Linked DNA regions of Rattus norvegicus: region 2 is linked to region 1. Evidence: chromatin contacts called from public Hi-C data. All regions are on one chromosome and are shown on one strand. The core of a region is the stretch at or near the end of the contact, and the rest is flanking DNA. Distances in the headings are between cores, read along the strand shown. Region 1 has its middle 49 kb from the start of Lrig3. Region 2 overlaps Lrig3 (leucine-rich repeats and immunoglobulin-like domains 3).

Region 1 (4,545 bases), core at 723-3,222:
GTAGCTCACCTGATGATCCACGAGATTTATGTAGTTAGTGGTCAGGCATATCCGAAACTTTCCTTAGTCCAAGAATCTAACAGTCAAGAAAGAGTCTGGGGCATGTAGGCTCTGGAAGTCTGGTGAGTCAGTGGTCAACAAAGCAGAGGACACATTTAAGAACTCCTGACAGTATTGGGAGCGCATCCACTCAGGCAGAAGAAAAAGCAGGCGGCACAGGCTGCCTTGACCAGGTCCTTTTTTTGCTGAGCTCAGAGTGCTGTGAACATTTCTAGTGATTGCTTTAGAGAACACATCAGCAATTGTAAGTGAGCTTTGTGCTCCAGCCCGCGTCTGTAATTCCAGCACTCTGGAGAACCCGGCAGAGATTTGAGGCCACGTTCTAAGATCTCTTTAAAAAAAAAAAAAAAGACAAACCCAGCTTCTTTTCTGTTCCAGTTCCAGTAGTAGCGATGCATCTGAGACCATCTAATTACCAAGTCCAGAAGGAAACAAAATGCTCTGGGGTTTGGAATGCAAGCCGGGTGCTAACCTCGAAGCAAAGCCAAAGCTTTGAGGGAAGGTTCTGGAATGTTGCTGAGGTCTCCAGAAATCACAGGGGCAACTCCAGGTGTGACCAGGTTACTCCTCTGGTTGGGCGGGTTAAGGGTTGGGTGACTAAGGCATCTGTCCCGGGATGATCTCATGGCCATCTACCTAATTTGTTTCTCTCAGTGTTGAAATTGTGCAGGAAGCAATGGCCGGGGAGCCTCCACGCATCTCACCGTAATTAAGTCATTACAGGTCCCTTGGCAGGCATTTGCCAGCGAGTTTGCAGCAGCTCACAGCAGGCAGGACAGAAGACAGCAACAGTGAATTGTAAGAGCATCCGTTATTGTTTTTATCTGGGATGAATGAAACAGTGGCAAAGAACAGAGCCTATGTGGAGTAGAAGGAAAAATTAACTAAAGCTCAGGGAGCTAGGTAGCAAATATAATCCCACAAATTATATCTTTAATTGATTTTCGACTCTGTTAAGGAATTTGTGTTCAGATCATATCCTCACTACATTAAAATATTATATAGCTCAACATTTATTCTCTTAGATGAGAATTTTTAATGGTCATATAAAAATATTTTCTGTTTTATGTTTTAAATAAGCTGGCTTTCACTCAATACAATTCAGACCAAAATGTTTCAAGTTTCCACAGAAAACTTCACTCTTGTCTTGTTCACTTCATAAGTCAAAGCTTTACATTGTGTTAAACCAAAAAAGAAAGTAACAGACAAACAAGGAAACAAAGAAACAAATAAAGAAAACATATTCCAAATGTACTTTGGCCCCTCTCCCTCTCCTTCTCCCTCTCCCTTTCCCTTTCCCTCTCCCTCTTCTTCTCACTCTCCCTCTCTCCCTTTCTCCTCTCTGTCTCTGTCTATCCCATATATGACAAGTGTCAGAGTTCATAATATAGAAATGCAGCTGAAGATCTCTTGCTTATCATTTTCAACTAGGAAACTGATAGTGTTTAAGTAAGGTTTATGTCCATGAAGAAATACATGAGGGAAAGTATTATATAAACAGCAACTCATATAGACACATAACAAAATAAAATATTTTCTCCCTCATACCATAATTTACTGAAACCCTGTTTTATCAATGCCCATTATTTTCTTGTTTAAGATCGTCTGAAATACTGACTTTGTATAAATATAAGAAGTTCCTTAGATGTGCTGACTTAGCAACAAGGTATCAAACATTTTACTTCAAGTTAGAAACTAGGAAGATACTGATGCAGGTATGAGTAAAGGATTCCATCTAAGTAGACAGAATCTACCTCAGACCTGAGGAGCATGGTCATGAAGAGCTGCCAGGAGACCCACATTCTAGTGCAGACTCACTGTGTTTCTCTCTCCTCTGCTCTAACACACTTTAATTATCTACCGGGAGTAGAAGATCAATGACAAGGGTCAACGGGCCTCCTTGTGCCTAAGTAGATAATGAGTAACATCTCAGCAGGAAAAGAAGCGGCTTGTCTCAGCTCCTGTCCTCGGCACCTGTACCCTGGTTGTTCTCAGACGATGATTCCCTGGGCTCTTTACAGACTTTGTCTTTGAATTCCAGTATTTTCCTCTGATGTGTTCTGACCAAAGCTGTTTTCAAAACTTCTCTGCTAGGGATCCTGTCTCAACTGTCCCAGGATCACTTTTTATCGTGATTATTTATTTGAAAGTCTATCACTTTTTAATACCATATAGTGACTAAGGGAATGAATTCCATGATTTTATGGTGCCAGAAATAATTCTTATAGTAGCTTCTAGGTAGATGTTGAATGGATCATCTTATAAACACACACACACACACACACCACACCACACACACACACACACACACACACACACACACCACACCACACCACACACACATACACACATACACACACATACATACCATGATATGCATACACACATACATACTATACACGATATACATACACACACACATACATGCCATACACGATACACATACACACACACCACACATACACACATACATACCACATGCCATATGCACATACACACACATACATACACACATACACACACACATACACACATACATACCACACACACACACACACACATACATACACATATACACACACAAATGCACATGGATACACACACATGGACACACACACACACACATACACACACACACATACATTATGCCCATTCATAACATGCCACGTGGTCTATCTCTAATAGTTTTCTCACTATTTGCAAAATAGATTAATAAATCTAACCTGAGTAATATTTTAATTACACAAATATTTTAAGAATTAATTAATTTATTTTAATACATTAATTTAATGTATTTGAGAAAAAGGTACTTAGGAGAAAATTTAGATCTCTAAACCTTGACAATGCCCATGTGTTTGGTTGAATAAGCTTTGAGCAGGAAGCCCAAAGGGGAGCTTTCTCTCATTTACTACAGAACATCCCTCAGTTTCATAAATAAGGATAATTAATACTACTACCTGTAATTAACGCATGACAATGGTGTAATAATAAATGTAATAATAAGGCAGAGGACACTCATTCTTTTCAAGAAGTGACCCAAATAATTAATTACAGATTGATATCTACTACTAACACAAAGAAAGACTCTGTGCTGTAGAACTGTTTCAAACCAGTCCCGACTGTAACAATTATTGATAAATATGATCTAAATGCATTGCTTAAATAAATGTGCCACGCAAAGTTGTGCAAATTCCTAACCCGTTCTCATTTTACGTATGTGTCCTATGAACTGAACTAACCTCTCACACTGTTTAATCCTTTCCACTTCAAAAGCCCTTCACATATTGGTTAGGAAAAAAATTAAAATAAAAAAAGACCAATAAAAATAAAAAAAAACACCTCCCCCAAGCCCCGAGAAGTAGCGACGCGTGATCCAAACCAGACAGTGAAAATAAAAAGACCTCAAGCTTAGAGCTTAAAAAGAGAAAACAGAATGGTCCCCATATTTCTCTTTCCTTGAAATTATAGGAGGCACAGCTTTCCCCTCCTCCCTCCTTCCCGCTCCTCTGCTCTCCCTCCTCCCCCTCCTCCTGCTCTCTTTTAACTTGCAGGGCAGCAGATTGATTTGTACAGCCGTGACTTTAAACACAGGACCATCTCAAGCACACAATTCAGAGTTTTCGCAGCATTCAAAAGCATCCTTCATCTTTCCTCTCCTTTTTCTGTATCGTCTTCCACTTCTCTTTTGTTCCTTCCTCTGGGTTTAAAAAGGACCTACCTAGCCACCACCTCTGACCCAGCATGTTGAAACAAGAACACTTCTAATTGTCTCCTCATCGGGTTAGGTACAAGAAGAAGTATTCCCAGCTGTGTCCCCCCCATGACTTATTCAGACTACCACACTGCCACAGACCACGGGGACCCTAGAGAAGTCTCAGGGGCAACTCCCAACACTCCTGAAATATCAATACAGTAAACTAGCAGGCATCAAAGGGATTCCTAAATCACACCAAAGACAGCTTTACTACCCATAAAGTAGGAAACCCACGAAGAAGAGAAGCTACCCTGGCTTTACTGTTTATTGGCCAGGTGGAACTGATTAAGAATGTGAGAATCTGTGGTACCAATAATCAGGGGCTTCTTGTGTTCAACACAAGAAAGGGTTTCACATAACCTAGCAATAGCAGGGCACGGGGACTCAAGAATTGCAAACTAGCAGCTATTAATACCCAGAGCTGGGCTGGACAGGCTGACTCAAAGAAAATAATGTTGGAGGAGGGTTGGAGAGAACCTACTCTCGGAAACCACAGGCCGAGCTCACAGCTTCTTTGCAGACGAATGCAGAGATGACCCCGAGTGAATTCAGCAAGTGCCATATTAAAATAGATGGGAAGTTTATGACTAGGTCTGGACTCATTTGAAGTCCTCTTTATGACGGAGGACGAAGTGTTGCTCTCCCTGCTGGAGATGATTCTTGTCTGTGGGCCCCGTTACCAGATGTCAAAGTGGGGAAAGATGCTGCTGAAGAATAACACTGCAAAGAAG
Region 2 (4,133 bases), core at 842-3,341, 82 kb after region 1:
GTGTTGGAACTCATGAGCCTACACGGGACATTTCATATTAAAACTACAATGGATGAATCCTTCTATTTTTAGTTACTATTTTTCTGGTCCTGGATATGAAACCCAGGGCTTCTTCACACATTCCAGGTGAGCACTCTGCCACGGAGGCATATCCGAGCCCATAGGTGTAAACCTTCATTTGTTCGCGGGGAACAGTAGTAACAATTGTAAGGGTGCACTTATGGTCAGGTTCTCTGGAGACTCTCGGCAATGGGGAGATTGAATTTAACGTCCCCAAGAAGCCTGAGTAAGCCTCTGCTAACCTTCAAACTCTCCACAGGTATATCAATAGCAACCGAGTTACGTCCATGGAACCGGGGTATTTTGACAATTTGGGGAGCACTCTCCTGGTGCTGAAGCTGAACAGGAACCGCATCTCAGCCATCCCCCCCAAAATGTTTAAATTGCCTCAGCTGCAGCACCTGTAAGTGAATGTGGCCTCTTGGATATCACCTTATTTCCTCTAAACCTCTGGGGTCTGTGTCTGATGCCCACAGTGGGACAGGAGAAGTTTAGAGGCAAGCAAGTGACTGCCCTCCCTTTCATGGCGCAAGGGGTGGAATCTCCTGATTAGGAAAAGGCTTGCCAATTACCTCATGCCAGCTGCTGCCTGATAGGACATGTGTTAGACTGTGGCTGAAGGAGTAGGGTGATCACCGTGTTGCCCCTTCACAAAGGTGCCATTGTGGACCTGGGGAAACCACAACGTCTCTCAATAGCTGTGGTTTATGAGAATAATAAGACCAACTCCGGGATGCTTTGATAGCCTAAGTGGCTGTAAAGAACTGTCTTGTTAAGAATGGTAGAATGGTTTGTGAAAAGGCTCCCGCAACGGCACTTTTCAACCTTGGCTGCACATTACAGAGACTTGGGGAGCTTTTCAAAACCCCAGAGCCCAGGCTGCACCCTACACCAGTTATACTTAAACCTCTGGGGTTTGCAGTTCGGGCTTCGGGAACTTTTAAAGCTCCCTAGGTGGTTCTAGTGTTCAGCAGAAATAGAGAGTGTTGTAGCCTACAGGAAATTACCAAACTGAACTTTAATTGGAAATGATGCTAACCAGCTTTGCATACACACAGAGCAGGGTTTCTACACCACTCCGGGGTAGCCCTCCTGCTTTCCTGGAATGGTTATCTCTCTCACTCTGCATCAACGAAGGATGAATATCAATTTGTTAACTGCTATCCTGAGCGGACCACAGTTTAGAAGTGAAAATCCAACGTGTTTCCTGTATTATTCCAAATATATATATATATATATATATATATCATGTGTTTTACATAGACATTCACTCCCTGTAATACATTGGAGGGGAAAGAAATGAAATTCTTATCAATAAAACGCCTGGGAAATTCAAAACATTCTTGCAGTTTTAGTGCTGACTGGGTTAGATGTATTGCAGTGTATGACCCATTTTATTACCTTTAGGATTTAATTGACACATGAATTAACGGCTTCATTGTAATTTCCAACACAGTGAACTGAACAGAAACAAGATTAAGAACGTGGATGGACTCACATTCCAGGGGCTTGGCGCATTGAAGTCCCTGAAAATGCAAAGAAATGGAGTGACTAAGCTCATGGATGGAGCTTTTTGGGGGCTGAGCAACATGGAAATCCTGTAAGTGTGGGTTCTCGCGGTTCCCTACTCAGATGCAGTGACCCCCGAATCCTCCATGGACACTAGGTAGCTCCCCTTTGAAGAGCCGCATTAAATCCTCATGCCCTACAGCCATAATCATTTAGTTATGTTTCAGGTGAATTGCATGAATCTTTTGCTGATCTCCTTCTATAGCAAAGCCAAATATCTAGACACATTAACGACATTAGGGCTATGTCGTAAGTTGTGTGCAGCCCGCCATGCATGTCTTTGAAGAGAGGAGTAGATCGTGGACTCTGAATCCCGCCTTTGGTTCTCACCGTACATGCAGGCAGCTGGACCATAACAACCTAACCGAGATTACCAAAGGCTGGCTCTATGGCTTGTTGATGCTACGGGAGCTTCATCTGAGCCAGAATGCCATCAACAGGATCAGCCCGGACGCCTGGGAGTTCTGCCAGAAACTCAGTGAGCTGTAAGTTGCCTTTTATTCTCCTCAGGTTCAAGGGCAGGGATCCTGCTGGAGCATGAGTTTCTTACTGGTCATCTGTGAAATTTTGGTAACAAAGTTGCCAAGGCGACAGAGACTTTCCCCGGGTGCCCTTGATACTGTATTTTCGGTTGTGATACAAGGACGCCAAGACTGCTCTTTGTGGAGTTGACAGAAGTCATTGTTTCATGGACTATTTATCTAATTTTAATTACTGGGCTTAGAAGTAATGTTTACCTGGATACTGGAAGGCAGAATGTTAAAACGTGATTATTGTAGTTACATTTATTACATGTCTTTAGAAAACAGATTAGCCTGTTGAATGGAAAGGTAAAAGCTTTGTGTTGTTGTTGTTGTTCTTTGCAGAGACCTGACTTTCAACCACTTATCCAGGCTAGACGATTCCAGCTTCCTTGGCCTAAGCCTACTAAATGCCCTCCACGTTGGGAATAACAAAGTCAGCTACATTGCTGATTGTGCCTTCCGGGGGCTTTCCAGTTTAAAGACTTTGTAAGTTACACATTTTGCTCTTGGTACACGAGCCTAATTGGTTCCTAAATGTGCCCACTTTTCTCCCAACAGATTTTCTTTGTTGTTGAGGAAATGTGTACAGCCTCAAAAGTGGGCTCTTAATCTTTCCCAGAGCAGTCTGATTAGAATAGATCCATTTCATCCATGTGTGTTTCTTAAAGGGATTTTGAAAGGACGCTGATCAGCCTGCCCGGTGATTGCAGCCTCCCTCCTTCACAGCCTTGCTAGGAAGTCCAGAACTGCTGAAGAAAAAAAAATAATTTTAAGTCCACTAATTTTTTTCTTTATAAAATATAGATTAAAAATAAGTCAGAGCAAAGAGGACTGTAGAACGGCCTTAAGGGAGCTGAATGTTTATTCTTCTGGTTCCCACCCCCTGACTTCTGTCCTAAGGAAAAAAATGTATTGAATTAACTGACCTTTTGAAAAATCTCTCCGACGTTAATTTAATGCTGTGCCATGGGCTTCAGGATTTTGCACTCACAAATCTGCGTTCTGTTCCATTTGACCCATTACAGAGTGGAAAGACATGCTATATGCTTTGGCTCGGGTCTGTCTTTGTGATGGGAACTTGGTTTTAAATTTTAGTGTATTTTTCAAGTTATTCGAGACTGAAGAGTTTAGCCATCTTTATAGAAGACTTAAGGGCCAGGGTTACTGTCTCAGTTTGGGGAAGTTTTTAAAAGGTTGAGAGGCACCTTGGAGAACTGAGTTTCTTCTTCTGAAGTGGGTGAAGAAGGTGGAGGCTTCCGATATAAATGGCACGCCACCTGGGTAGCATCTGAGGTTTCTGAAAAGTGTCTCTAAAGAGAAGACTGTGTTTTCTGTAGGGATCTGAGGAACAATGAAATTTCATGGACCATCGAAGACATGAATGGAGCATTCTCTGGGCTGGACAAATTGAGGCAACTGTGAGTATAATTTGCCTCCTCTATGAATTAAAATTATTGTCTTAATTGAAGTCAGATCCATCCGCTGACGTTATAGAGTTAGGAGTAGGTATGACATGTGTTTGTGCCCTTGGTCTTTCCTCCAAGCAAGTGGTATTGTTCATAACCTGTGAATATTAGTTACCTTGTCTCTCTTCCTTGGATGAAAGGAAGAAAATTCAATCCTGGAATTTGTCTGACTACTCATTTTGATATCCAGATAAGCATGTGCAAATTTTGTTGACTGTTACACATCAGAAATGATCACTCTGTAGAAGCGACTGTCTTTAATGCCAGCATTTTGAAGGGCTTCACACTATGCTATAGTTGTGAATTCTCAAATGAGTACACTGTCCATCAGTCCTACGCTGCATCAGGGTCCAGGAGGGATGCAAACAGTTTGTGTTTGGCAATGAGATGGTCCTGTAGATTGTTCTGGTTTCGGTTGATGAAGAAGGGCATTTACAGAGAAGTGGGGAGCAAGCTGCACTGGGTGTGGTGGACTGTGTGATCCCCAGGGAAACTTATGTAGCACCTGCGTCTG

What was found. A called contact is a pair of places that touch in the nucleus more often than the background predicts.
Region 2: a Hi-C map of kidney shows a contact between it and region 1, with 2.5 times the contacts expected there. The contact joins two enhancer-like sites. A contact is called at or near these places in 2 of 12 Hi-C or Micro-C datasets (the A7r5 cell line and kidney).

The regions. Positions count from the first base shown.
Region 1 is chr7:63,650,494-63,655,038 of GRCr8, forward strand. No RefSeq gene overlaps it. Among named protein-coding and RNA genes, the nearest start is that of Lrig3, 49 kb to the right of the region's middle. Within about 2 kb of position 1,973, at least 1 of the 93 cell types and tissues checked has an H3K27ac peak or open chromatin away from gene starts, as enhancers often do. A contact at or near this core is called in kidney, where this site is marked.
Region 2 is chr7:63,732,275-63,736,407 of GRCr8, forward strand. It overlaps Lrig3 (leucine-rich repeats and immunoglobulin-like domains 3), which reads left to right. Exons shown (of 19, transcript XM_216905.11): 5 at 320-463; 6 at 1,517-1,660; 7 at 1,971-2,114; 8 at 2,496-2,639; 9 at 3,491-3,571. Among named protein-coding and RNA genes, the nearest start is that of Lrig3, 33 kb to the left of the region's middle. Within about 2 kb of position 2,092, at least 6 of the 93 cell types and tissues checked have an H3K27ac peak or open chromatin away from gene starts, as enhancers often do. A contact at or near this core is called in kidney, where this site is marked.